Regions from separate parts of the Mus musculus genome. Here all the other regions are linked to region 1. A link is a contact called in public ChIA-PET, Hi-C, HiChIP or PLAC-seq and promoter capture Hi-C data. All regions are on one chromosome and are shown on one strand. The core of a region is the stretch at or near the end of the contact, and the rest is flanking DNA. Distances in the headings are between cores, read along the strand shown. Region 1 holds the start of Ier2 (immediate early response 2). Region 2 holds the start of Ddx39a (DEAD box helicase 39a). Region 3 holds the start of Prkaca (protein kinase, cAMP dependent, catalytic, alpha). Region 4 holds the start of 1700067K01Rik (RIKEN cDNA 1700067K01 gene). Region 5 holds the start of Palm3 (paralemmin 3). Region 6 holds the start of Dcaf15 (DDB1 and CUL4 associated factor 15). Region 7 holds the start of Podnl1 (podocan-like 1).

Region 1 (3,883 bases), core at 814-3,313:
TGGCTGTCCTGGAACTCGTTCTGTAGACCAGGATGGCCTCGAACCTTCTACTTCTGCCTCCCCAGTGATAGCATTGAGGGCTTTAGGCATTATGCTCGTCTTAGGGATATTTCATAGACAGGTAACTTAAGTTAGCACTCAATTATCTGCCTGAGCCACACTAAAGAAATCGTGTAAGGGGCTGAACGCAGGTTCAAAGTTCAGTCACCGCCACTCTACCCGTGGGGGCCCTACGCAATTCCGGTCGAGGGGGAGAAACGCCATCATTTAAAATTCCTCAGCTCTTCTTGAAACACTGCACCCAATACCCCCCTCCCCAATTGTAAACTAAGCTTTCCACACACTATTCCCCCAGAGTTTGTTAATTTCTAAGGCACTCCCAAATTACAGGGCTAGCTTAAGCAGGTAAACTTGTGGCAAAGAAATGGGGCCCGGCCTCCCTCTGGCTCCGCACCCAGTCAAACCAGTTCCGGAGGCTTAGGGAGCGGCTGACCCCTTAACCCCACCCCTCCCCCACCAGGGAAGCAAGCCAGACAAGCCGCGCGTTTTACACCGATGGTCTTTATTTTCCTAGCTGACATTGTAAAACTCCAGGTAGTTGCTAATTAAACAACCCACCGTGGGAAAAGTAAACAGACTTTCTTAAACACGCTGGTAAAAAAAAAATTTTCTTTCCTGCCCGAAGAAGCTGTGTCTACGGCAGCAACTACGACCAGCGGCCCACCCGTCCCGCGGTGGTCCACGCCAGGCGATCATCTAGGTTGACCAGTCCCGGGGTCTCCAGCCACTTCAACTCTGATCGCAGATTTGATTGGTTCAGTTCAGGCTCACCCACAGCAGCCTGTGGGGGCGAGGTGACTCAAGTCACTTCCCAGTCCCTAGGGCGGGTCCACACCCTGGCCTCCTCCCAGGCCCCACACCCACGCAAGGCAACAGGAAGCACCCGCGTCTGTCCCATGACGCAACTCTGACCGCTTGCACAAGCGTGCCCACTTGTAGGGGCCGAAACGCGAATGGTAGTGAAACGGCCTTGAAAGGGCAGCCTGGCCCCTAGAGAGTTCGACCCTGAGATTCAAGATCTAGGTGTCCCTTCTCCAAGCCAAGGAAGGGACAGTCCTTTAATAGCACCTATGGACGCACGTCTGGGAGAAGGCGCCCGCGCCCCTCGCTCCTCAGTCCTTCCCCTGGCCTCTCGGCAGCTCGGGCCGCGGCTCTTCTTCACGGCCCCCGCCGGCCTTCGCCTCGGGTGTGCGTTCTCCGCTCCGGTGGCGCCGCTCGAAAGAAGCCACCAGAGCTCTCAGAAGGCCACCACAGCTCGCACCAGCACGTTGAGCATATTGTCGGCCGGGCGGCAGGCTGGCTTGGCCTCGCACGTGGGGGGCGTCGGCGGGGGCACGGCGGGTCCACAGTTCAGGAGACTGGAGAAGCGCCTTTGGAGGACGCGGGCGAGGTTAGGGAAGGCACCTTCGCTTTGTGCCGGAGGAAGCTGCAGGCGATCGGGAACCTCCGACGTCGCCTCCCCCTCCACCTCTTCTAGACGGGCCTTCTTGCTTGGTACCAGTCCGGCATCACTACCGTCGCTCAAATCGCTGCTGCTCCGGCGCTTGCGGCTGACTCTAGCGGGGGGCGGGTCACAGAGCGCAGGGGTCTCCTGGACTCGCAGCACTTCCTCTTGCGTATCCATGGGCTCCGGAGGCTGCACGGCTTCGGGGGACGCTACTTCCACTGCAACTTCGGCTTCCCGCGGCGGGTGCAGGCGAGGGTCAAGAGCCCTGCGGGATGGCGGGAACTCGGGCTGGTGGGCTTCTACCTTGGCTGAGAGGTAGACCTCTCGAGCGCTGCGCATAACGAGGGACAGCTGCAGACTCCGGTGGAGTCGCAAGCCACCTCGCTGCATGCGAGAGTGGTACATCTTCCATACCGACAGAGTCATGATGCGCTGCGCTTCTTTCTGTACTTCCATGCTTGTTCGACGAGAGTAGTTAAGTCGAGAATGGGTTAAGACGGGCGGTGCAGCCCAGACGACAAGCTTACAGCAGCAGGTACTCTGCTAGACGTTCGGGCGAGGGCAGCAAGCCGGAGCCTTTTAATATACTGAGAGTGACGTCACTGCAACACCACGCCCAACCAGAGGGCCTCATCCGGGCTTTCCACAGTGGCTAGCGAGTCCTTAAAGCAATAGGGATAAATTTACGCCTCGAAGGAAAAAGGACTTAACTACTGCAAGGAAGAACTTCCCCACTGCACCTTAAGACACTAGGTTCTGGGTTCTCAGAGTCACCAACGGGCCAGAGGATGAGGCCCACCAACGAGACGGATAGTGGGCGGTAATCTGACTGCAGTGGGGAAAACCCGGGACCGGGGTACATTCCCCGAGGGCACCGTTCATCTTGCCTACCAGCCTGCTAATTAATATTTTTTGAACAGTAAAAACGCTGCTACTTATTAAGCAGTTACTACACGCCAGTTACTACAGTGTTGAACTTTCTCTTTTTATTCAATGTCTCTGATCTCTCACCTCCACTCCATAGAAGATACAGTTTTCCAGGTGAGAAATAGGCAGCCACCTGACCAATATTTACTAAACGAATGATTATATGATTATACTATGGCGAAAGGATCAACTAAAGCCTGCAGCCCTTCTATCTCCACCTTTCTGGACATGGGTGGAAAGTGGGCACGGACACTGTACCCCGTAACCACAGATATCCACCACCTCACGACTGCTCTTTACTTTCAGCGTTAAAGATCTCCCAGTTTTCCGCAACCCAGTGGCATGGAAGTCCCAATGTCCATAGGGCCTGCGATCTTCCCTTGTCAATAGAGCAGTTTTCTGCCTTCATGCCCTCGTGAACGGAATTACTCCAAGAAAGACAGATATCTGGGTCGAGATGGCACAGTGGGTGGAGCCACTTGTTGCCAAGCCTAACGAACTCAGTTCGATTCCCGGTCCCACCGGTCCCACGCCGTACAAGAGAACAGACTTCTATACGATGTCTCACACACACACACACACACACACACACACACACACACACACACACACACACACACACACACACACACAGTAACAAAGAAAAGAAAAAAAGAAGTCGGTTCCACTTTGCATCACTTCCCAAGAAAAACTTGCTTCTAGTTGCAGAAGGGAGAAAAATTCAAATAACCCCTTTCATTTGCTGTGCAGGCCCTTTAAGAAACACCCCCTGCCAGCGGGCAGACTTCCCGCCACTGCAGCCGGCCGACTTCCCTGGCTAAATTTGGATGTAATGACGTAGGTTGGCGCCGCGAACCACTTCCGGATGCCCATATAAGAACAAGGGCAGCCGGTCTTAGCCCGAGGAGAGGGCTTCCGGGGCGGGGCCCCTTCCATCGGCGAGCACGCCCCTCCAATCCAGCCCTCAGGAGCCTAACTAAGTGTTGTCTCGGGTCGTTCGAGTCTGTTTGGTGCTACAGTTCTTTGGACAGTCTGCACGGCGTCCCGGAGAGAACTCGATGTTTCCTTCTCTCATGCTCTCACACGCTGCGGCACCGTCATGCGGGATGAGTCCGGGTGGAGTGAGATTCGCACCCTGTGGAGTTACGGAAAAACATCTTCGAAACCCTCCTGCACTCACATATGTAGAGGACAAAGTACTCAGTTCTTGGGCTGTTCTTTCTTCCCGTCTTCCTGGGGAAACTACCCGTGTACTCAGTGTTGGCGGCACGTCCCTTTACCTGCTGAGCCACCTTGCTGGCCTTTTATTAATTTTTTTTTTTTGAAACAAGATATCACCTTTATAGTTTCAGCTGTCCTGCACTGCTTCTGAGTGTTTTTTCTTTCTTTCTCCTTCTTTTCTCCTTTTTTTCTTTTTGTATTTTACCTGCTTGCATGCCTGTGCCAGAG
Region 2 (3,883 bases), core at 1,004-3,503, 950 kb before region 1:
CAGTACCCATATGACAACTCACAATTGTCTGTAACCCCAGTTCCAGGGGATCCAATGGCATCTTCTGACCTCTGGGGCTACTAGGCACACACGTGGTACACGTGCATACTTGCAGGCAAAAGGATCGTATATATAATATTTTTAAAAGGCTAAAAAGCAAACTCCTAAAACAAATGATACCAAAACAAAGCCTGGAGCTGTAGATAGTGGCAGAGGGCTTGCCTGGCACACAGGCAGCCCTGAGTCCACCCTCAGTACACCAAATAAGGAAACTAGAAACACTGAGACCCTGCTAATTACAAAGCTAGCTAGCTGGGCAAGGGACACTTGTCATCCCAGCACCTGAAGGACTGAGGTAGGAAGATGGTGACTTCAGCGTAGCCTTGGCAATTGAGTGATATAAAATAAAGTATGTTGGGTAAGGTAGCACATACCTTTAACTTCAGCACTTGGAAGGCAGGGGCAGGTGTATATATGAGTTTAAGGTCAGCCTGATCTACATGATTTCCAAGCCAGACAGAGCTATGTGGTGAGACCTTGTCTCAATAAACAAAAGATAAAAATAAAGGGCTAGTGAGATGGTGCTGCTGCCCAGCCTTAATGACATGCGTGTGCTCTTCAGGGCTCGCTGATCTCCATTGCACAGATACAAACACGCCAACAGAGCAGTGTACAAAGTAAGACATTCCCACTCGTCCCACCATGCTCCCCACATGATGATAAGGGACTGAGTCTCTGGAAATGTGAGCAAGCCCCCAACTAGATGCTTTCTTTTATGAGTTGCCATGGTCATAACTAAGAGTGGTTTCAGCTCTGCAGGGATGGAATCTAGATGTGTGGGCAGTTTGTTTGTTCATTTTGTGTTTGTGTTTTGAAACAGAGTCTCTCTTTGTAGCCCTGGCTATCCTGGACTTTACTGTATAGACAAGGCTGGCCTTGGACTCAAAGAATTCTGCCTGCCTCTAACTATCCTATGTAGACCAGGCTAGTTGAAAGCAGAGTTCTCTGCTTCTAGAGAACTGGGACTAAAGTTCTGTGCCACTCTGACTGGTTTTTGTTTGTTTGTTTGTTTGTTTGTTTGTTTTGTTTTGTTTTGTTTTGAGAGAGAGAGAGAGAGAGAGAGAGAGAGAGAGAGAGAGAGAGAGAGAAAGAATTATGTTTGTGGAAAGAAAGGATGAGTGTAGACAGCATTAACATCTAGAGTTTATTTATCTGGCAGGTAGCCTCTCAGTACCATGATCTAGACAATGTAGATTGTGTTTCAGGCTGGGGATTTTATAGCTAAGGATGGGGAAGGGAGAAGAAGGTTTCATAGGGGCAGAATGGGGGTTAGCTGTTTTCCTTAGACAAGGTCTTTTTCTATCACCAGATATCTGGGGTCAGGCAGCTGCTTTTCTTCTGCAATCCCCAAAGAGCTGGCTTTCTGGAACTATGAGCTCAGTTTACGGCCTGGGATTTTTGTTTTGGTGGTGGTACAATGTAGGGGTAAGAAAAACAAGGGCTGGAGAGATGGCTCAGCGGTTAAGAACGCTGACTGTTCTTTCACAGGTCCTGAGTTCAAATCCCAGCAACCACATCATGACTCAACCATCTGTAATGAGATCTGACGCCCTCTTCTGGTGCTGTCTGAACAGCTACAGTGTACTAAGATGTAATAATAAATAAATCTTGCCAGGCCTGGTGGTGTACGCCTTTAATCCCAGCACTTGGGAGGCAGAGGCAGACGGATTTCTGAGTTCGAGGCCAGCCTGGTCTACAGAGTGAGTTCCAGGACAGCTAGGGCTTCACAGAGAAACCCTGTCTCGAAAACCAAAAATAAATAAATCTTTTTAAAAAGGGGGGCTGGGCGTGGTGGTGGACGCTTTTAATCACAGCACTCACACCTTCAATCACATGGAGGAAGAGGCAGGCAGATCTCTTGAGGACAGCCTGGTCACAGATGGAGTTGTTCCATGACAGCAGGGCTACCCAGAGAAACCCTGTCTCGAAATGATACAACCAAACAAAAGAGTCAGGGCTTCTAAGCTAGGCAGGCAAGGACACTTTAAAAAGCTGGGGCACATACACGCGCAATTAACGTGCGGATGCCAGCTAAAAGTGGCAGTATCCACTGTGGCCCTTAACTCATCTCACGTGACTGGGCGGGAACCGCCGCTTAGCCCACTCCCCCTTTGGACACGCCTACTTTACGACTGCCCAATGAACCTGAGTCTAGGTACGCCCAATAGCCGGTCGACAGCGTCCTTATAAACCAACCATCATCCTTTCCTCTGTTGAGTGATAAGCCAGCTATCCAGTGAGCGAGACTCGAGTTGGGCTCCAGGCAGGAAGCACTGTAGCGCGCGTCCAGGGTCGCGGCGTAGAACCGGACGGGTGGCTCTCTTTGCAGCTCGCGGAGGCGAACCGGGCGGCAGGTAAGTGGCGGGTCCCGAGGCCGGGGCCGCGGTGCGGGGCTGTGGGTTCGCCGAAAGGGAAGCTGCGGGGCGCGGTGCAGCGGGAGGAGTGGGCGCACAGCAGCGGGACGGTTAGGCACCTCGAGCCGGCGGCCGTTGGGCTCCATTGAGCATGCGCCAGGGGCGGGCCAGCCGTTAGTAGGTCGGCTTCCGGGGACGGTGATGGGAATGGCGGCTCTCGGAGGCCCCATGTGTACCGTGGTGGGATTGAGGGACCGGGCGGATCCACACTGCGTTTTCGGTCACGGCGAGAGGACTCAGGCTATCTGGGCAGACGTCCCGAGTCTGCAGTCACCGGCTTCCCGTCTTGTTCCGCCGCTCGCCCAGGAGATTCTTCTCCAGACTCTGATGCGGAAGGCCAGTGTCGCGCCTCTTAGGAACGTGGCCATTCACTCGGCGTCGCTTTCCCGGTGTGAGGCCGGTTCAGCCCGTTGCCTCTGGTCTGCCTGGACCTATAGTTGAAACTTTAGGTCTGTGACAGTCTGGGTTCACTTGTTTCATTTTCCTGGTTGAAGCAAGGCCTGACGTATTGGGGGTGGGGGGCCATACGCTCCGAGTTGCGCCTCAACTAGTTCCCGGAACCTTTTGTGTGCCTAGATTCTTGAGACAGGATCTCTTTACATAATCCTGGTCGTCCTTGAACTCTCTCTCTGAAGACCAGGTCGGGCTCGAACTCACTGAGGTCCACTTGGCTCAGTCCCCGGAGGTCTGGTATTAAAGGCGTGTCCCACTAAGCCCGGCTTCACATTTATCCTTTCACCAGCACAATAAATGTTTTTAAAGCAGTACTGCCTAAAGACAGAGTACACATATGAGAGGCCAGAAGATAGGTTCTCCTGAAATCGAGGTTGTTCTTGAAGTTTTTTATTTAGGTGTAAATATTTGAATGACTACCTGTGTGCAGGTGCTCTAGGAGGCCGGAAGTACTGACCCTGGAGTTAGAAGGATGTAAACTGAGAAACCTAACTCAGGTCGTGTGAAAGCATCATTAATTCTTAAGCCACATTGGCCACCTTGCCTAGCCAGTCTTAGAACTTAAAAGTTTTTTGGTTGTTGTTGAAACAAGATCTCACTGTGTAGCCCAGGCTAGCCTGGAACTAGAGATCTGTCTGTCCCTGTCTCAGGCATTTTTTAGAATTCATTTTTAATATATTCTAGCATTTGGGAAGTGGAGGCAGGAGGATCTGGAATTCGAGGCTAGTCTGGGCTACACACAAGTTTGAGGGCCTGCATGAGACTCAGTTTCAAATAGAAATAGGTACATCTTGGTCATTCAGGTGTTTGAACCCAGAGATGTGTGATTCTTTTCTCCCCAGGACTGGCTTTGAGCTCTTTGGTGACTCATCTTCTCGACTTCAGTACCCCACCCAGCTAATTCCCTTTCAGTGAATTAGTTTCTCCCTGCTGTTGCTCTTATCTTCCACTCCATC
Region 3 (3,883 bases), core at 446-2,945, 690 kb before region 1:
AAGTATGCCAGCTGTTCAATAGATGGCGGCCAGTGATTTTTTTCTCACTCTGACCTTGACCCACAGGCATAGAGCAACATTGTGACCCAAGGACACACAGAGCCACAATTTAGATAATTTCACTTAGCTGTGGCAAAACTCCCCAAATCAGAGATGGAGTATTTGTCTGTTCAGCCAACTCGCATAATCCAGAGGAACCGTACTTTCTGGCAGGGTACTTTCCCCCTCGGGGACTGCAGCTGACCTAGTAGCAGGAGTACATATAGTTATTGGCTTAGAAGCTGGTTGTGCATTGTTGAGCAGTGAGTCTATAGGTATATGTACCTCAGAGTCAACTACCCTTTGGAGTCCAGGAGAGGTAGCTCATCGTCCACTCAGCACCGTCCACCCAGCACCGTCCACCCTGGCCACCCTCTATTACAGAGCTCTGGTGAGGGTAGGGATAATTTGTTTCCAAGAGTACATTTAGCAGTATCTGGAGATGTTTGTGTTGTCCCAGGCAGCAGACAGATGGAAGAGTACCAGCATCCAGAGTGTGAGGGTGGGGTTCTGATATCAACCTAGTGTGCAGGAGACCCTCCAGCAGAGTGCTCAGGCCCCTGGTGTCAGTGGCAAGGTGGGAAACTGACCACGTTCTGACAGTGCAGACTTGAAAGAACACCGAGTGAGGTTCTAGTTCAGTGGTACAATGCTTACTTCGCAGGGAGTATGCATCGTGTTCAATCCCCAGCATTGCATAAAAACAAAATTTAAAGATGAGCATCCAGAAGGAAGGAGAACGGCTCTCTTCCTGCCCAAAAGGGGCAGGTTATGTTGGTCATGTCTAGGCAATGGAGATTAGTTAAGAGCAAGGAACTAGCCTGACCGAGCCTCCATAAAATGGGAGTATGGCAGGCCCAACGTGCAAGGTACAAGAAGTAATGCACTTGGCTGGCGTCCGTAGTTACTACTTTTCAGGGGCCTAGGGTTGAGCCTTAGCAAAGAGTGTAGATACTCTGAGTCTCCTCCCAGCACGCCCTCAGTTCTGGGTCCAACATCCCCTTGCAGCTCCAGTTGTGTCGCGAGCAAACCAAAGCGGACCCCGAGCTAGTTGGGTCACGGCTGCCCAGTGTCGGGCCTCCTTATGAATGACACCGAACGGCGCCCGGCGACCCTTGACCCTCGGCGCCAGCCCGCCCCTCCCCCCCTGGCAGGTGGACAGCCGCTGCGCCGGCCCGCCGTGGCGTCAACCTCTGGCCCGTGGCCGCTGCCGCACTGGGCAGGGGCGGGAGACTGCAGCGCGCACATTGCCGCACGGGCGTCCGCCGGGCCGCCTCCCGCACCTCGCAGCGCCTGCCACCCAGCCACCCTCCAGCCGCCGCAGCCTCCGCCCCGCCCGCTGCCCGGGCCGCAGCCTGAGCCGCTGCCCCGCCCTCTCACCCCGGGACTGACACTAGCCGGGGCCGCCTGTCTCCGCCAATCGACGGCTTCGCAGGGGCAGCCCCAAGCCCTCTCGGGCTTCTCGGCCAATCACGTGCGTTCGCCCGCCCGACTGCGGCCTCACGAGCCCGTGAGTGGCGGAGAGTCTGCAACTCGCGTCACTCATCCAGGAGCCTATGGTGGCGCGGGAGGGTTCCGGAGGGCCAATGGACAGCGGCGTAGGGCTGTCAGTCAGGGAGGCCTGAACCAATGGGCGGTGGGCTGCGGGGGCGTCACGGACAGAGGACTTGGGCTGAGGCTCCCCCGCGGGCGGGCGCAGAGAGACGCGGGAAGCAGGGGCTGGGCGGGGGTCGTGGCGCCGCAGCCAGCGCAGCCAGCCCCAGGGGCCGCCGCCTCCGCTGCCCAGCGCGCTCCGGGGCCGCCGGCCACCTTAGCACCCGCCGCGTCGCAGCTCCGGGACTGGCCCCGGCCGCGACGCCGCCGCGATGGGCAACGCCGCCGCCGCCAAGAAGGGCAGCGAGCAGGAGAGCGGTGAGTGCCCGGCCGTCACCCTGATCTTCACTGCGTGCGGCCTGCCCGCGCAATGCCCATCACTGCATGGCCCCTCCCCCATATGCCCCCCCAATCTTGTCTGCCTGCACCCCTGCCTGCTGCCTGTTCACGTTGGGGTCGGATCACCGCAGAGATACTTTGCCCCCAGTAGGGCCTGGTGCCCATGGCCTACCATCCCCCACTGCAAAGGCCGTGCCCCCCCACCCAGCTGTCACTGCCAACCATTGCATGTATGACCGCCGGGGCCCCAGATGAGGCCCTGTCACCACACCAACCCCTCTTCTCCTAGTCCCTTTCTCCAGATTCTATACCCCCTCCCACTTCGTCACTTACCTTTCCCACACAGCGCCCCAATGCCTGACCCTGATCCAGGCTCCTGCCAGTTTCGGGAGTGCTGTGGGGTCCACGCTGCAGGGACCTTGGCCACTTGGTGACCACACCCCTCCCCCTCCAGCCCCCGCCATCTTTCTCCTACCCCTGCCCGATTCACCTCATCACAGCTCCCACCTCCAAGCCACCCCCACCCCCATGAGCATTTCCCGGGGCCACCTCCTGCATTGTTTTTCCCTTCTGTGTCACTTGGCATGGGGGACAAGATCTTTCTGGGTCCCTCTGCCCCTCTCATCCTGTCACTCCACCTCCTCCGTGCATTCGTCTGGCCCTGGCTGGGGTGGCAGACTGTTTATGAACCTAGAGAGCTGCTTCTGCGCTTCCTTATCCAAGTTGGAGCTGGTCTTGCTCAGAGCCATTACGTCTGTCCTTTTTCTTGGGTTGCGGGTGAGGTAAAGCGGCAGAGCACCCTCCTGGCCTACCCTGAGGTCTGGGTTCCTTAGAAGGCCCCTCAATAAATGGTCGTTTCACAACTGCGGTTCTGTCGTTCACCCAGCCCCTGGGGCTGGTTTGAAACTGCGGATGAAATGAATAGCAAAGGCTCATTCCACTGAATGGGGATGGTCAGAAGAATTGCGCGCATTGGGGTAACGCCATCCAGCAATAGGTGACAGCTAATGATTTGGTTTGCTTAAGACAGATGGATTCTGTGCATACCGAGGGCTCACCCAGAGGGAGGTATATCCACACACACATACACACACCCCCCCCCCAAAAAAAAAACCATGCTGAATTTTTCTAGCCAGGGAAAAAAAAGTGATTCTATATTTGAAATTACTTCAGAAAGGGCCTTGGGCCCTGTCCCCCAGTGCTTCATGTCTCAAAGTGGTGTCACTCCAAGCTAAAGCTGTACTGCAGCTGAGAACAGCTTCCAGTTACCCAAAAAGGAGGCTCTGATCAGCTGTGCCCTTCTCAGTGTCTGAGTCCCCCGAATGCCACTCAAGAAGCCCAAGAACTTTCTGCCCCTCCCCCCCCCCTTCAACCAGCAGAGCTCAGCCCAGCCTAGCAGCCTTAAGAGGCCTGGCATTTCACAGATGGGCGGGGGACAGAGGCAAGTGCTTGTAGTTGAGGGCTTGATGACAGAGGAGCAGGTGGGTAGTGCCCAAAAAGGTCTTGGGCTTGAGCTTGGAGGGCTCCGGGCAGAAGGAGAAGGGCCAGCCCCCTTGGCAGGTGAGGCCCACCAGGAGGTAGATGGTACGTGCAGTGGACTGAATACTGCAGTGGCCCCTCTGAAAGCTGAGCACAGTGCTAGGAAAGCTTTAAGCATATCAGACACACACAACAGGCACAGAGCCACAGAGGAGGGGAGAGCCCAAGGAAAAGATCAGAGTTTGAGAGTCAGTTGGACGGATGAACTCCGTGCATCCAGGAGGGCTTGGTTAAACGGTCTCCATAGACATACTTACTTTGATAATGTCTGTCCAGATGAGCCATCTGAGTTTGACACAGATGACAACACACAGGCAGAGTTCACATCCAGATCTGCTGACCAGCCCATCTCCTAGACCCCGTCATATCTCAA
Region 4 (3,883 bases), core at 563-3,062, 660 kb before region 1:
AGGTGTGTGTACGCACAGAGGGCCTCACGGGTGTTCACTGACCCTGCCCGTTTCTGTCCTGCCCAGGAAATTGATGGCAAGTCTTTGTTGCTCATGCAACGGACAGATGTGCTCACTGGCCTATCCATTCGCCTGGGCCCAGCCCTGAAGATCTACGAGCACCACATCAAGGTGCTTCAGCAAGGCCACTTTGAGGATGATGATCCTGATGGCCTTCTAGGCTGAGCACCCAGCCATGTCCCCACCCCAACCAGTCCAGACTGCACCCAGGGCGGCTCCATAGTCCAGGAGCTGGGCATGGGTACACTCAACCTTCCTAACAGACTCCAGGGAGGGGGTGCCCTTCTCCATTCTCCCCCTTTTCTCACACCCCTGACCTTAGTTCACCCCTCTCCACAGCAGTGGAGTATGGGGTTGGAGGACTTGGTTGGCTCATTTACCTGGGGTCACCCTTTCTCCCCAGACCAGGACATTTTTGAAAAACAAAAAAACGGGAGCTTCCTGTGGCCCCAAACCCCTCTTCAGTTCAGCCAGATGTATCTTATATGTGTTTTGTTCTGCCTATTCATCCTGGTGGTGGTTTTTTCCTCGTCCCACCACCCCCGTGTCCTCCCCCTTGACCCCCAGCCTCTGGGGAACAGGTGAGGTAAGGGACCTTGGGTCCTCTTGTCCTTCCCTTTCTGTCTGTCTACTATTGTACCACCTGGCTGTATTGCTTTTTAATATTGCACCGAAGGTTTTTTAAATAAAACTTTAAAAAAAAAAGTTCATTTTCTGTATGGAGGAAGAAGGTGCTAAAAGCCTCCTTGAAGAGTTTAACATTAAGACAGTAATGTGGTGAGGCAGAATAGCTACGGCTTCCCTCAGCCCACTACTCAATGGGCTCACCAAGTATACAGATAGAACGTCTCGGTTCTATCTCCACCACCACAAAAAGAGACGGTTTTTGTGGCTGGGCTTGGTGGCACACCTGTTATCTTCACACTTCAGAGAGGGAAGTCGGATCAGGAGTTCGAGACTAGACTTACCTACATAGTTAAAAGGCAGCTTGGGCTACAGGCACTCAGTCCTGTCTCAACAATGACAAAATCAGTCTAGGACTGGAATAGTTCCTTTGTCTTCTGCCATCTCATTCCAGAACCACCTGCTCAAGTGTTTGTTGAGTGACTAACAGTTAACTGCACACTTGCTGAGCGTTTTGTTGTCACCTCTGTAGTTTGGTGAAGCAGACGTCATAAAACTCATTTTATAGACAGGGCAGCTGGCTTGACAAAGTCAAATTGAGGGTCACACAGGACAGTGTGACACCTGTTGCTGCGTACTTCCAGCCTTGTAATATATTTGGCTTCCTAGCCTGTACTTAAATACCAGTCAGTCTTTGCACGTAGCAAGGAATCCAACCTACAAGTGTTCTGGGACCAGTGCGGGCATACTGGAACTAAAAAGACGATGGGATAAGATCACCCATCTGAGGATTTTTATTGTATAAGTAACCGCTGTATCACTAGGCCTTAGGAAGGTCAAAAGCAGATCCCAGCTCCATCAGTTAAGAGATCTTGGGGTCACCTGCTGGGGTGTAGCCTAGGCCTCTGGGTAACCGTCACAACCCCCATCCAGTCCAGTCAATTGCCTGGGAAGAGAAAAGGCGCCTAGCTGCGCACCGCAAACACGAGGCAGGTCTGGGGCTCCGCCCTTGGCAGCACCCCGCGCGCCAGGTGCCCGCCGAGCTCCGTGCGCAGTGCAGGCCCAGGCTGCGCGCCCTCCGCGTGCTGAAATTCAAAAGAGGCGAAAGCCCCGCGGGGCGGCGCCGGCAGAGACGTCGAGGCCGGGCTGAGTGCGGCTGCGCTCACTGCCCAAGCCGGTCGGCCCCAGGTGTGTGCGCTCCCGGGACGCCGCAGGAGCTGGAGGAGCCTACTGTGGACGCGGATGGCTGCCGAACCCTGGTTCACGGGGTCGCTGGCCCTAGGCCCCGGAGAAGCACCGCCTTCGGAGGAACTGGGACCCGGGCCGCCGCCCTATGGAGACCCTTCGTGGTCGCCCGCCGGGAGACCCGAGACTTCAGCGGAGCAGGAGCCCCAGCGGGCACAGCCCATGATGGAAGCTCCAGCCTCCACGTCCTCCCGGGAGCCACTGGCAGCGGAGCTCGGGCCGGCCCCTGCTCGCCTCCCGCTGGACTCTATGTTCAGCCCCATCACTGACCAGCTCCGTTACCTGCTCAGGAAGGCGGATGACTTTCAAAGCTACTTGCTCTACAGGTGACCCTGCACAAAGGCCGAGGTCCCAGGAACAGGAGGACAGGCTGTGCAGCCCACAAAGGCCAAAAACTGAACTCAGGGCCCAGAGATACAGTATACGAGTCTAGCTAATTAGGAATACATTTTACTAGTGCACCAAGGGCTGTGAAGAATTGAGAGGCAGAAGCAGGCAATGTATAGGCCTTTAGGGTAGCAAAATATTTTTTCTTTTTTTCTCTAGAACTTTGATTTTGGTTGGTTGGTTGGTTGATTGGGCCCATATTTTTCTTCTTGAGAGAAGGTCTCATTCCGTTCTGGTTGGTGAGCCTCCTTCCTCATCTTCCCTACCAAATTTGAAACGCTCTCTTAGCTTTTTAAAACCCTGTTTAATTCAGGTAACCAGGTTCCATCTGCATCAACTCTAGTCAGAGAACTTCTGGTATGAGAGGCCACCCTCCACTCCCAAGGAAAAATGCAGTGTCCTGACAAGTGGAAAGGGCTGGGATGTCTTCGGGAGGCTTTCTGAGCGAGCTTCGCTCTACAGTTTTGAGAGAACTTGGTTGTATATACCCCCAAACACACTGGGGGTGGAACTCAGGCAAGCATTCTGTCTGCCACAGAGTTGTGCTCCCTGCCCAGGTGCCCACACTTTAACAAATGTTTCAAAGGACAGATGCAGGTGGTTCTGAAAGACAACGGAGAAAGACTTGGCATTTGGGGGGGGGGTCTTTCTCTTGGGGAAGCTTTTCCTATGCTGAGCTCCAGCCTCTCACACCTACTTCAGCTCCCAGCCCCCCTTTTTAAAAAATGTTTAATTTGGGGGTATTGGAACCCAGGACTCTGGCGCATGCTATGCACATGCTCACAGCACTGAGAAAATTTCATCAGGGTTCAGCCCGGGATACAGGTGGAGGAGGGGCACCTAGAGATGAAAGGGGAGAGATGCCACATGAAGGCCCCTTTCTCCCTTCAGCAGGGACCGAGTACAGAAGGAACAGCTAGCCAAGGCCATGCCCACCTTCTTAACAATGTGTGAACCATACTTCTTATACCTTGAGGCTGCAGCAAGGAGTGTCCCTCCCATCTATGGAGCCCTGCAGGAGTTGGTCCGGAAGGGGGTGTGTATAGTAGCTCTCTTTCCAGGCCCCTTTCACCTTTAGACTCTGCCTAGGGGTAAGAGGGTTGCTTCTGGCTGACTGCCTGAGGTCATGAAGTCCCACCTTCCATGCAGTTGCTGGAGATCTCCCAGCAGCTAACACTGCGCTTGGAACAGTTAGTTCTCATGTATGCCTCCTTTGGGTTCGTGGACCTGGAGGAAACCAACCCTTTGAGGTAAGTGGGCAGGAAACGGGGCTGTGGGGGGATGGGGTCCAGGGCCCAGCTTGCTGTCCATCCTCCTATCTCCCGCTAGCATCTCCTGCTTTTTCTGCGGGAGGTTCTCCATCAGCCCCTCCCACGACGTGTCCATCTTCCGATACTGCACACCAGCTGCCTATACTGCCAGTCACTTCCCAAGATACCTCTATAAGAAGATGCGCTGGAACCTGGAAACCACCACAGAGGCCAGCAGCCAAGGAGCAGACTCCCATGTGGATTAGTGAGTCCCCTTGTCAAAATCAAAGTCCTCTCCTTCCTATACCGATTGCCAA
Region 5 (3,883 bases), core at 700-3,199, 640 kb before region 1:
GGGGCGTGACTGCCATGGGACCCCAGCTTCCTTCTGGAGTGTTGAATATGCTCTTGATCTAGATAGGAGCAAGGGCTGCCTGTCACTGTGCATATGCTAATTGCCACAAATGGAAAATGCTGTTAAAAAAAAAAAGCATGCAAAGCCTCTGGAACGATACCTCAGTCCAGAGTTCCTGCTATATAAGCATGAGGGCCTGGGTTTGGCTCTCAGCACCTACGGAAAAAAAGTCCGTGGGAGCTCCTGTCCCTCAGCCCAGCACTGTGAAGACAGAGGCAGGTGTGTTCCCAAGCCTTAGTGGCCAGTGAGCTAGCCAAGTGAGGAAGCCTCTGATTCAATGAGAGGCCCTATCTCAGCAAATACGGTGGTGACTGACACCAGCAATTGCGTCCGTGTGCACAGGACTAGGACACGTGGGTATAGACATTAAACAGGGCAGGGGTGTGGCTCAGTGCTGAGGACCTGCCTACCAGGTTCAACTCCAGCACACATACAAATATGTATTCATATATGCACACATATATGTCCTCTTGTCGTAGAAATATGTTTTCAGAATAATCTAGAAGCTTAAATTCAACTTCCCCCGCCCCCGTTCTAGGGATTGAATCTAGGGCCTTATGTATGCCAAGCAAGCTCTCTACCACAAAACCACATGTCCAACACCCCATTCCCCACCCACTTAGTTCTAGACAATTTATTACTAAGTTTCCTAGACTGGTTTTTAACTCACTTTGTAACCCAAGGGAGGCTTAACCTTGCCATTCTCCTACCTGAACCTTCCTGGAAGTGGGATTCCAAGTCAGGTGACCTACTTGATTCAGGTTCAATCAAACCTTCATATATATATGTATATATATTTGGCTCTGTTTTTGTTGAGACAGGGTTTTTCTGTATAGCCTTAACTGTCCTGGAACTCACTCTGTATTCCAGGCTGGCCTGGAACTCAGAAATCCACCTACCTCTGCCTCCTAAGTGCTGGGATCAAAGGCATGCGCCACCACCGCCAGGCAAATCTTTAGATTCTTAAGAGTCTGTACTAGACTGTGGAACATAGGCCATTCCAGCCCTTGAGGACAGCCCCAATCCAGTATGGTGGAGCCTGTGCTTCCAGGAGAGACACTCAACTTTACGTGCCAAAAGTGGCCCATGGAGCCCTGAAGCGGTCAGGAGAGGAGAGGCCTAGATGTGGGTAAGTTTACCACTCGGTGTGGTGGGGGAAGGGGTCCTTGCTCAGAGCAAGGTCCTCTGAAGCACCTAGCTGAGACAGACAAGGGCTGATCTCTTTCAAGACAAAGATCAAACCTGGTCTGGTTGTGGAGGTCTGTAATGACAGAGTTCAAAGGAAAGACATCCTCGGTAGTGAATTGGAGGCCATTTCCCTATCGTTTATTTCTACCCCCACCCTTAAACATTAAATAGCACAACAGGGTCTTCTGACCTGCAGGCCAATTGAAGTTATTCTCCCATTTCCCAGCGGGGCAAACTGAAGCCTTGAAACCTGAGGCAAATTGTCCACAGTGACCCACATCCTGGGCTTCTTGGTTGCCATGGTCTCCGAAAGCCGGGTCAGAGAGCTCTCCCTACAGCATGCTCCAAGGTCCTAGAAGGGAGAGCCAATGACTCTGGGCTTTTAGTAAAACTTTCCTGTGTGAGTGCCCAACGCAGGCGCGTGTTCCCCAGCGGCCGCGGGTCAGTGCTTGGCTGCTGTCCCCCACCTGCTGGAGCACCGGCGTGGCTGCGTGTATATGAACTGGGAGGCAGCCTAGCGCAGCGTGGAGGCCGGAGGCTGGTAAATAATTCATCCTGAGAAGTTGATAGCGCTCCCCAGCACTGCCCCAGCCCCAACCGGGCCGCGCCTCCCGCCCAAACCAGCTGGACCTGCTCTCCTGCTCCGCCCCACAGCCCCCTCCCATCAACCAAGGCCCAGTCTGGGGCCTTTGGCTCACACCTCTGCTGGGCAGTGATGGCTCTGCAGACCCCGGTGTTGTCTCCGGCCACACCCACGTAAGTGTCTGGGGTGGGGGCGGGAGGGCGGGGTGGAAAGGCTGGGGTAGGGGGCACCGGCCTGGCCTAAGAGCCCCAGTTGGCCTTTCTAAGGAGCCGAGGGGAGCACGAGGGGACGTGGTGGCCAAACCTGGGACCCATTCAGAGCCAAGCCTCTAGAGAGCTAGGCCTACTGCAGAGTTAGGGGACAAAGGGTGTCAGGATCCAAGAATGTGCATCCAAGTGTAATCCTGGTCACCAACCCTCTCAAGAATGCAGCGAGGAAATGCTAGAGATTCCAGGGAGAAAGGCGCGCCCCAACCTCCAAAGATTGGCAAAGTCTTAGGCAACAATGGCCACCCCTCCGCTCCTTGTCAGCAGCAACTCGATTATGGCTGAGGCACGACCTTGGAGTTAAGAGATGAGCGACGTGTGGGGAGTTCACCTTAGCTGAGGCTCTTTCAAAGTGAGAGAGGTTTGGTTCAGTCGCCAGCTTTTGCCTAGTATGGGATTATCCACCCTTAGTTAGGGAATGATGGGTAGAGGGGTTCCAAGAGATTATAGAAACTTCTAGAAAGAGGGCTTCCCTCCAGTATGGACCCCAATTCTGTCCTTTACTCTCTGTGCCCTCCATTGCATTATTCACCAAGTACAAACCTGGTTGCTTAGCAATGGGAACCCGATCCTCCCCCCCCCCAAGGAAGAGTTAGGGAGATAGCATCTTAGGAGTGGGACAGCTGAGGGGGACTTCAGCCCTCCCCCAAGGACAGAGTGATGAACAGGAGTCTAGACTTCCCTAGGGACATCTGTCAGGCAACCTTCAGCCCTTGCCCTAGTCGAAATCCCCTCCTCTAGGAGGGTCTCTGGCCTCCTATGTGTATCCAAATGAAGGTCCTTAGAGCCCCTGAACCCTGCACTGTGTGTTGCCAACACTGAGGGAGAAGTCCTTCGTGTCCTCATTCACCCTCCTGACTTCAGACAATCTCATGCTGTGTGTGTGTGTGTGTGTGTGTGTGTGTGTGAATGCATTTGTGTGTGTGTGAGTGAATGTGTAGAAGAGTGATAACTGTGAGTGTGAATGTGTGTGGGTAGATGTGTGTGTTCTGTGGATGTAACTGTGTGTATATAAGAGTGTGTGGTTGCATGTTTGTATGTCTTCTGTGAATGTGTGTGTGTACATATGAGAGGTGTGGGTGCATGCATGTGTATGTGTATGAGTGTATGTGTGTGTGTATGAAAGTGTGTGAGTACATGTGTTGTGTGTGTCCTCTGTGAGTGTGTGTGTCATCTGAGAGTGTTTGCAAAGGTGTGAAGGTATAAGTATGTGTGCACATGTTTGTGTGTGTGTGGATGTATGAGTGTTAAGAGTGTATGTGCATGCTAGAGTGTGTGCAAGGGTGTGAGAGTACAAGTGTGTGTGTATGTGTTAGTGTGGACAGAGGACAACCCTGTGTGGTTTCTGACTCTCAACTTGTTTGAGACAGGCTCTTGTTTGCTGCTGCAGAGCTGGGAGGATAGAGCCATCTTTCAGTTTGTTCTGGGCATCTGCTCATGGAGCCACCTCTCCAGTCCCTCAGACGAGTCTATTTGCTATTCCTCAGAACCTCAGTTTCCCCTCAGGAAAACAGGAACATTAGTACTGTTTGCCTTCTAGGATCACAAGGAAGATAAAATGTTTCTACAGATAGGGCATGTCTAAGCCTGACCGGCACGTGCCTTGTGGCTACTTTGGCCAGGTCTGTTCTGAGCAGGAATGTCAGATGCAAGAGTGGACTGCAGCCAGCAAATGGTGAGGGGTGGGGCCTGAGCAGAGGTGGCTTGTGGCCCAGCGGAAGCCTTGCAGGGCACTTAAAGCCCTATAAATAGCACTGTTATGCCTTCAGGGTGTGTCGGGAGGATC
Region 6 (3,883 bases), core at 605-3,104, 560 kb before region 1:
GCTTCAGCCTCACCCTGCATAGAGAAAATCCTCATCTACGATGTTCTTGAGGGACACGCAGACCCTGGGGGGCAGCTTCCGGAAAAGACGAGGTGAGAGCTGCCCACTGATCTGGGGAAGAGACAGCCAGGGCTCTTTAGCCAAGCAGCCTCCCAGCCTCCTTCCCAGAGGCCGAGGCTTCCCCAGGCCCACTGCTGGGGCAGATGGAGACACCAAAGCCAAGTGACCTTACAAAGCACCCCACCCCCACCAAGGACCCAGGTTACATCCCAGCCGTAGCCCCGTTTGGATCCAGAGTCCTCCCAGCCCTAGCCCTACGTCTCCCTGTGGAAGGATCCCTCACTGGGACAACTGACTCCTTCCTGAAAACTGACGCATGAGACTAGGATGTGGGGCCATGCATTTATCTGCCTGCTCCCAATTAGCCCACAAGGGGACCCATCTCTCTCTTGATAATGTAGTTACTGTGCAGACTACAACTCACAGTAGAGGCGAGGACAGCTTGCAGGAGTCTCTATGTCCTCTCACTGCGTGGCTCCTGGGGATCTCACACATTATTAGGTTTGGTGGCAAGAGCCTATACCTATAGAGCCTCCGAACCAAAAGCTCCCAGTATTCCCAATGCTCCAATCCATTATTAAGAAAACCCCTTTCTTAATTAACTGCCAATCAACTGTCACACCCTAAAACATCACCAAGGAAGGATCTGAGGAAACAGGCATAAAGCTGACCACTGGGGAGCTATTCTGGCCCGCCTTCAAAAGATAGCCATCTAGTGGGAAAGAAGGCCTGGCACCTTGCCCCTAGTTCATCTCGACCCATGAAGGGAATGGCTTTGTCAGACAAGCCTTCCTGAGAGGATATAACCCTTGCCCAGGGAGTGTCTAGGCTAAGGGCAGAGCCACAGCCTTGCTTAGGGAGCACCAGGAAAAAGCACAGTTCGCCCTTACCCAGTTCCCAACTTCCTGTGCACATAGACAATCTTGCTCCACAGCTGCCCACCTAACATTATTCACATCCCTGTCCTTTCAGGTGTCCTCTGACAAGGGAGACAGAGCCCTAAGTGGCTTCCACTTTGAGAAGACCTGGCCCTACTCTGGAAACATTCCTCCATTCAATGAGTGAGGCAGACCTAGGTACAAGCACTAGATATAGAGATGGTCAGAGCTTGGACAGACAGGGAGCATCCAACAGAGGCTGCCCATTGTCGGTAGCAGGGGCTCTTCAGGGGTTTGGGGGGGTAGCTCCAACAAGGGGCAGTGCTTTGAAAAATCGGTCTAAACCAAGGTCTCCCCTTCCTCCAGATTCCTCGGACAGCTTCTACAGTAACCCGCCCATCAGCCTCCATCCCCGGTCTTTCCTCCATGATTCTCCCCGGCCTCCGCCACCCAAGCCCCTTCCTTCTTCACTGATCTCGCCTAGCAGCCTTCATTCAAGGCCCCCTGCAGGTGACCCGCCTCACTGGCTGCACACAAGTCACCAACCTTCGCCAGCCCAGCCCGCGCCTCAGCACCAGCCTCCACACCGCCAAACCCATCCCCATCCCCACCGCCCGGCCCGCCCAGCCCCCTCCCGGCCCCGCCCCCCACCTCGCCGCGCCGCCCTCCCTCCGCCGCCTCCCGCGTCCCCTCCTCCTCACAACCGGGCGCGCTCGCCTCAGACGCCAGGCCTCACCTTGACTCGCTCCAGCTGCTTGAGAACGTGTTCCCGCCGCCGCCCCACCGCCCGCTTCCCCCCGGTCCCCCCAGGGCCTCCGCCGGCGCTCCCGGCCCCGCTGTTCCGCTCCGATTTCGAGCTGGGCGCCATTTTCACCCCCTCCCTCCACTTCCGGAGCAACCGGTCCCTTAGCCCCGCCCCTGGCACTTTCTGATTGGCCTTTTCTCCTTACTGCGGCCGGCCGGTTGGGTGACAGCCGGCATTCCTTGTCGCTTCCCGCTACGCTTGTCCATCAAAGCTATCTTGGTTTTTGGTTGGTAAAGATGGTAACAGCTCCCGCCTTATTCCCGCCCTTCATTAAAGATAAACCACTCAGAAACCACTTTGGCGCTCCTCGGCCAAAAAACTTCAACTGAATAGGCGAAGATTTCTGTCAGGCTTGACATTGTCACGCCCCTGAGTGGGTTTCCGTGGAAACCACTGGCCGTCCAGCGGCCTGTGGGCGGGGCTATGGGAACCTGTGGTCCATAAGGGCCAGAATCTCCAGCCCTGGCTCTGGCTCAGGCTGGGAGGGCCGAGGCCTGAGGAGCATCCCTGGGCAGCTAGGGAGGAGACCAGGAAAAGGCGGTGGGGAAAAAAATGGCTCGTTTTAAAACATCTTCCAGGCCGGGCGTGATGGTTCACGCCTTTCCAGCACTTACGAGGCAGAGGCAAGTGGATCTCTTTGAGTTTGAGGCCAGCCTGAGTGAGTTCTAGGATAGCCAGGGCTACACAGAGAGACTCTTGTCTCAGAAAAACAAACAAAGAAACAAAACAAAGCATCTTCCGGACGACGATGACGATGATAGCATCAGACAGATATCATGCTGTTTTTAAAAAAATTAATTTCCATGGGTCAGGCGTGGTTCTGAGTTTGCACCTCCTGTGGAAGGCCTGTTAAGCCTATCATACTAATTAATAATGGTAATAAATATTACGGGACATGACAGCTTCATGCACCAGTTTTGCCTACATTCACTCAATCTCTGCAATGGTCCTTTATTTTACACGTGGAACAGGCATAAAGTGAACTCCCCTGAAGACATGGCACTTGTGTACCCAGACTGCTGGCTGCTCTTTTTACAGCCACATTCGGTTTATTGAGAACCCAGCTAACAGGACAGGTCATAAACAAGGAAATGAGTACCTGTCCTTGAATTCCAGGTATGGGTAGAAAGGCAGTTGGATGCAAAGTAGCTTTGTGAAGCGGGGGAGGAGGAATATTCCAGCAAAGACAAAGGTTTCTGGAGAGGTTCAAGACTAACCTGCCATGATGTATGGATTAGTGATGGGGACACTGCTGAGAGACTTACTAGGTGATCTCTTCTTTATGCAAAGACTGGAGGGCTCACTAGCAGCCCCCCTCCCCCCAGCATGAGGAGAAAATATGACCATGCATGTGCAGACCCAGCCTCAGCTGAATCATAGACTAGTGGACCCAGAGCAGGAGGGAAAGGAAGAGCAAGGAGGCAGTGTGTGTGTGTGTGTGTGTGTGTGTGTGTGTGTGTGTGTGTGTGTGTGTGTTTGTGTGTATGTGTGTGCGCGCGCACAGTGTACAGATGAGATTTTGCCCATGAAAGTGTATGAAAAGACAAGAGGTCAAAAATGGTCTTCTCACTCTCCACCTTAATTTAGGGATGAGTTGTTTGTTTGGTTGGTTGGTTGGTTTTGGTTTTGGTTTTGGTTTTGGTTTTGGTTTCTTAGGGCCTCACTGTATAGCCTTGGCTGACCTGGAGCTTGCTATGTAGACCAGGCTGGCCTCAAACTCAGAGGAAACCACTGCCTCCTGAGTCTTTCACTGAGCCTGGAGTTTGTGATTTCTGTTAAGAAGCAAGATCCACCCAAGGCTGCTGTAGTGGGGAAGGAAACTTTAAGGAGAAACCTGTTTTACTGCCCCTCCTCATCTTCAGAACTTCTACTACAGACACTCCTTCCTCTAGGAGGAGGGGCTTACTTGCTCCCTGGTATGGGCACTTAAATTAGTGTCTTTATAGAATGAGGGGAGCTGGGCATGCGTGGTGCTGCCTACCTTTAATTCCAGTACTAGGGAGGGGCAGAAGGTCTGTGAGTTCTAGGCCAGCCTGGTCTATATAGAGAGTCCCAGGCCTACCAGGGTTATGTAGTGAGACTGTGTCAATCAGTCGATCAATAGCAAACAAAACAGAAAGTAAACGGAGGGCAGTAGAAG
Region 7 (3,883 bases), core at 969-3,468, 540 kb before region 1:
GGTGCCTGCTGTCTGACTGGTGCCTGCTGTCTGACTGGTGCCTGCTGTCTGACTGGTGCCTGCTGTCTGACTGGTGCCTGCTGTCTGACTGACTGGTGCCTGCTGTCTGTCTGACTGGTGCCTGCTGTCTGACTGGTGCCTGCTGTCTGACTGGTGCCTGCTGTCTGACTGGTGCCTGCTGTCTGACTGGTGCCTGCTGTCTGACTGGTGCCTGCTGTCTGCTGGTGCCTGCTGTCTGACTGGTGCCTGCTGTCTGACTGGTGCCTGCTGTCTGACTGGTGCCTGCTGTCTGACTGACTGGTGCCTGCTGTCTGTCTGACTGGTGCCTGCTGTCTGTCTGACTGGTGCCTGCTGTCTGACTGGTGCCTGCTGTCTGACTGGTGCCTGCTGTCTGACTGGTGCCTGCTGTCTGACTGGTGCCTGCTGTCTGACTGGTGCCTGCTGTCTGACTGACTGGTGCCTGCTGTCTGTCTGACTGGTGCCTGCTGTCTGACTGGTGCCTGCTGTCTGACTGGTGCCTGCTGTCTGACTGGTGCCTGCTGTCTGACTGGTGCCTGCTGTCTGCTGGTGCCTGCTGTCTGACTGGTGCCTGCTGTCTGACTGGTGCCTGCTGTCTGACTGGTGCCTGCTGTCTGACTGGTGCCTGCTGTCTGACTGGTGCCTGCTGTCTGCTGGTGCCTGCTGTCTGACTGGTGCCTGCTGTCTGACTGGTGCCTGCTGTCTGACTGGTGCCTGCTGTCTGACTGACTGGTGCCTGCTGTCTGTCTGACTGGTGCCTGCTGTCTGACTGGTGCCTGCTGTCTGACTGGTGCCTGCTGTCTGACTGGTGCCTGCTGTCTGACTGGTGCCTGCTGTCTGACTGGTGCCTGCTGTCTGACTGGTGCCTGCTGTCTGACTGACTGGTGCCTGCTGTCTGTCTGACTGGTGCCTGCTGTCTGACTGGTGCCTGCTGTCTGACTGGTGCCTGCTGTCTGACTGGTGCCTGCTGTCTGACTGGTGCCTGCTGTCTGCTGGTGCCTGCTGTCTGACTGGTGCCTGCTGTCTGACTGGTGCCTGCTGTCTGACTGGTGCCTGCTGTCTGACTGACTGGTGCCTGCTGTCTGTCTGACTGGTGCCTGCTGTCTGACTGGTGCCTGCTGTCTGACTGGTGCCTGCTGTCTGACTGGTGCCTGCTGTCTGACTGGTGCCTGCTGTCTGACTGGTGCCTGCTGTCTGACTGGTGCCTGCTGTCTGACTGGTGCCTGCTGTCTGACTGGTGCCTGCTGTCTGACTGGTGCCTGCTGTCTGACTGATGCCTGCTGTCTGACTGGTGCCTGTTGTCTGACTGGCTTCCGCTCCAGCTTGGCTGTCTTTCCTGTAGGCCAGGGCTACCTGCCTGAATCCCAGGATCCCCAATTCCATAAGCGCTGGGAACTGAACTCATGTCCTTTGGGAGAGCAGCCAGTGCTCTGAACCACTGAACCACCTCTCCCACCCTAGGTGTTTGAGTTGACAGACCTTGAGGAAGAGGCCTCTTTCATGTACATTTGACACGTCGCTTGTTTTTTAGACAGGCTCTTACGCAGCTAGTACTGGCTTCGTCGGTATCTTCCTGCCTCAGTCTCCCTAAGCCCTGAGATTGCAGGTCTGTGCCTACAACATGCTGTCCTCTCAGTTGCATTAGCTTACTGAACTCTACAAGGTTCCTGGAAGGTGAGACAACCATGACCAGTTGCGGAAAAGGAAGCTGAGGCAAATAGCCCAGGGTCAGACAGGCAGGCCAGCACCCAGCTCTCACGGACACCCACCAGCCTCTGCCTCCCTTACATTAATTTCCTTCCAAGAGCCATGACTATCTGGGGAGTGGGCAGTGGCTGCCAGCCAGGCATGAGAACAGAAGCCTAATCCTCCCTTGAGCCCTTCTGGCTGGCTTCATCTCCTTGGGGACTCTCTAACGCCTGCCCCATCCACTGGCACCCCATTCCTGTCTGTGGTCAGACCAAATACCAGATAGGGTGATTCTCAGCTTTTCCTCAAGTATTCGTCATGGCTGTGGCTCGGCTCAGGCTGGCTGAGGTTATGAAAGTGGAGCTGGGGTGATTGGAGCAGGCAGGGAATGAGGGATGGGCTAGATGAGCCCTCGGCCTGCCCTCTTCAGGGAGGGGAAAGGGACAGTCATCTTCTCAGGCCCCGCGGGGTGTGTGTGTGTGTGTGTGTGTGTGTGTGTGTGTGTATGTGTGTGTGTGTGCGCGCTCTGTGCTGAGAGATGGAGGGCAATTGTAGTCACAGCAGACACTGGAGGACGTGAGTGCTGGACAGAAGCTGGGGAGAGGCACAGCAGGGCTGACTATGGTGAGTTAGGCAGGGAGGGTCTGAAGGCAGGTCTGCCCATCCCCTGCCTGGTTCTGCCCACTGGTCCTCACCAGGTGGCTTTCTGGCCCCTTGCTTTCCTCCAGAGGCCTCAAGAGCTGCTATTGCTGCTCCTGATGCTAAAGTGGTCGTTAGCACACACGGAGGACCCTGCCTTCCCACACTTGGGTGACAGCTCACAGCCCCTCCCGAGGCCCTGTCCTTGGCGCTGCTCCTGTCCCCGAGATGACACGGTGGACTGTGCTGGTCTGGACCTGAGGATATTTCCAGACAATATCACCAGAGCTGCTAGGCACCTCTCCTTGCAGGTAAGGGCTGGGGATCTGAGAGGGAGGCATAGGGCAGGGTTCATGTGGGAGGTCCACATGGCAGAGCTGAACCTGCCCTTGCTCTGGTTCCGCTAAGCCAGGCCAATGTCAGAGGTAGAAGCATCGTGTGTCCCGAGAGTGGAGTTTGGGGTCAGAATCTTAGGACTTACGTTGTTTTGGTCAAAACACTGAGTTCAGCTGCATGGTTGTGGCATTCGCCTTTAATCCCAGCGCTGGGGATGCAGAGGAAGGCAGATAGATCTCTGTGAGTTCAAGGCCAGCCTGGTCTACAGACTTACAGCCAGGGCTACAAAATTAGTCAATAGTTGTGATGTTGGAGGTCACAGGAGTATTTTGGAATGGTTTTGGGCAAAAGGGTGTTGGGGGCTGAGATCAGAGTCTGTTGTAGTGGCCCCAGTACTAAGGACACAAGTAGGAGGCCATCCTTCACTGCAGAGTGAGGCCCTCTGTTGGGGGATGGGGTGTTGGGGAAGGCTAGAGGAGTGTCAGAGACCAGGTTCAAAATCAGCAGCCCATGTGGCTTCAGGCCCAGGGTAACCGTGTGGTTTGCTGGGTGGTGCAGTAAAGAGCTTAGTGCCTCACAAGCCTCAAGGTTGTTTGGGGTCACGGAATGGGATGTCTTCTTTTCTCCTCCTCTTCCTGTTCTCTCTGGAGATATTAGAGATGAACCCAGGGCCTGCCTTGTGGATGCTAAGCAAGTGTTCTGCCACTGGGCTGCACCTCCAGGTTGAGTTGAGGAGCAAGAGACAGGCCTTGGTGTGACTGTCTTTATTCCACAGAACAACCAGCTTCGGGAGCTCCCCTACAACGAGCTGTCCCGCCTCAGCGGCTTGCGCACCCTGGACCTGCATAGCAACCTCATCACCTCTGAGGGTGAGGGCCTCAAGCTGGGAACAACCAGGTCCCAACCCCTCTCCACATCCGCTGTTTGCCAGTTGTGGCCAGCTCTTGGGGGTTTCCACAACTGCTGAGTACGGTGGAATTTCGAGGGTTGGGGGATGGTGGTGGCTGTGGCTTTTGAGTAAGGACAGGATGTGGTGGTTTGGTTGGGGGGGGGGAGCCTAGGAATTTATGCTAGTCCCTAGCCTTCAGAGTGGGATTGCTAGAATGCTGGTCCCCTCATCCACTGCCCACTGTGCTCCCACCCAGGCCTGCCTGATGAGGCCTTTGAGTCCCTCAACCAGCTAGAGAACTTCTATGTGGCC

What was found. Promoter capture Hi-C pulls out the DNA fragments that hold promoters and counts their contacts. A called contact is a pair of places that touch in the nucleus more often than the background predicts. ChIA-PET counts read pairs in DNA pulled down with a chosen protein or histone mark. HiChIP or PLAC-seq counts read pairs in DNA pulled down with a chosen protein or histone mark.
Region 2: a Hi-C map of B cells shows a contact between it and region 1, with 10 read pairs. The contact joins the promoter of Ddx39a here to the promoter of Ier2 in region 1. A contact is called at or near these places in 2 of 39 promoter capture datasets (the C10 cell line and pre-B cells), 1 of 484 Hi-C or Micro-C datasets (B cells), 4 of 115 datasets of contacts at active chromatin or transcription factors (double positive thymocytes, fetal liver, regulatory T cell precursor and 1 more) and 2 of 9 other capture datasets (adipose tissue and macrophages).
Region 3: a contact with region 1 is called in an H3K4me3 HiChIP or PLAC-seq map of bone marrow-derived macrophages, with 3 times the contacts expected there. The contact joins the promoter of Prkaca here to the promoter of Ier2 in region 1. A contact is called at or near these places in 10 of 39 promoter capture datasets (3T3-L1-derived adipocytes, the C10 cell line, the HPC-7 cell line and 6 more), 1 of 484 Hi-C or Micro-C datasets (CD4 T cells), 3 of 115 datasets of contacts at active chromatin or transcription factors (bone marrow-derived macrophages, double positive thymocytes and extraembryonic endoderm stem cells) and 1 of 9 other capture datasets (adipose tissue).
Region 4: a promoter capture Hi-C map of the SN4741 cell line shows a contact between it and region 1, with 4 times the contacts expected there. The contact joins the promoter of 1700067K01Rik here to the promoter of Ier2 in region 1. A contact is called at or near these places in 11 of 39 promoter capture datasets (the 3T3-L1 cell line, the HPC-7 cell line, the SN4741 cell line and 6 more), 10 of 115 datasets of contacts at active chromatin or transcription factors (bone marrow-derived macrophages, embryonic limb bud, embryonic stem cells and 3 more) and 3 of 9 other capture datasets (adipose tissue, embryonic stem cells and liver).
Region 5: a contact with region 1 is called in an H3K4me3 HiChIP or PLAC-seq map of embryonic limb bud, with 4 times the contacts expected there. The contact joins the promoter of Palm3 here to the promoter of Ier2 in region 1. A contact is called at or near these places in 7 of 39 promoter capture datasets (the SN4741 cell line, embryonic stem cells, hippocampal neurons and 4 more), 9 of 115 datasets of contacts at active chromatin or transcription factors (acute myeloid leukemia, craniofacial prominence, embryonic limb bud and 5 more) and 1 of 9 other capture datasets (adipose tissue).
Region 6: an RNA polymerase II ChIA-PET map of effector CD8 T cells shows a contact between it and region 1, with 7 read pairs. The contact joins the promoter of Dcaf15 here to the promoter of Ier2 in region 1. A contact is called at or near these places in 2 of 39 promoter capture datasets (hippocampal neurons and neural stem cells) and 4 of 115 datasets of contacts at active chromatin or transcription factors (double positive thymocytes, effector CD8 T cells, embryonic stem cells and 1 more).
Region 7: a contact with region 1 is called in an RNA polymerase II ChIA-PET map of memory CD8 T cells, with 484 read pairs. The contact joins the promoter of Podnl1 here to the promoter of Ier2 in region 1. A contact is called at or near these places in 1 of 39 promoter capture datasets (hippocampal neurons) and 3 of 115 datasets of contacts at active chromatin or transcription factors (effector CD8 T cells, embryonic stem cells and memory CD8 T cells).

The regions. Positions count from the first base shown.
Region 1 is chr8:84,660,789-84,664,671 of GRCm38.p6, forward strand. It overlaps Ier2 (immediate early response 2), which reads right to left and starts at 2,064. Exons shown (of 1, transcript NM_010499.4): 1 at 543-2,064. The coding sequence starts at 1,963. The coding sequence ends at 1,298.
Region 2 is chr8:83,712,924-83,716,806 of GRCm38.p6, forward strand. It overlaps Ddx39a (DEAD box helicase 39a), which reads left to right and starts at 2,254. Exons shown (of 11, transcript NM_197982.3): 1 at 2,254-2,414.
Region 3 is chr8:83,971,283-83,975,165 of GRCm38.p6, forward strand. It overlaps Prkaca (protein kinase, cAMP dependent, catalytic, alpha), which reads left to right and starts at 1,696. Exons shown (of 10, transcript NM_008854.5): 1 at 1,696-1,950. The coding sequence starts at 1,905.
Region 4 is chr8:83,999,651-84,003,533 of GRCm38.p6, forward strand. 1700067K01Rik (RIKEN cDNA 1700067K01 gene) reads left to right here and starts at 1,813. Exons shown (of 6, transcript NM_183097.3): 1 at 1,813-2,255; 2 at 3,211-3,352; 3 at 3,466-3,566; 4 at 3,646-3,831. The coding sequence starts at 1,927. It overlaps Samd1 (sterile alpha motif domain containing 1), which reads left to right. Exons shown (of 5, transcript NM_001081415.2): 5 at 67-765. The coding sequence ends at 225.
Region 5 is chr8:84,019,525-84,023,407 of GRCm38.p6, forward strand. It overlaps Palm3 (paralemmin 3), which reads left to right and starts at 1,950. Exons shown (of 7, transcript NM_028877.1): 1 at 1,950-2,004. The coding sequence starts at 1,964.
Region 6 is chr8:84,102,943-84,106,825 of GRCm38.p6, forward strand. Dcaf15 (DDB1 and CUL4 associated factor 15) reads right to left here and starts at 1,855. Exons shown (of 13, transcript NM_001357322.1): 1 at 1,675-1,855; 2 at 14-111. The coding sequence starts at 1,806.
Region 7 is chr8:84,123,771-84,127,653 of GRCm38.p6, forward strand. It overlaps Podnl1 (podocan-like 1), which reads left to right and starts at 2,219. Exons shown (of 10, transcript NM_001013384.2): 1 at 2,219-2,331; 2 at 2,436-2,657; 3 at 3,458-3,551; 4 at 3,828-3,883. The coding sequence starts at 2,329.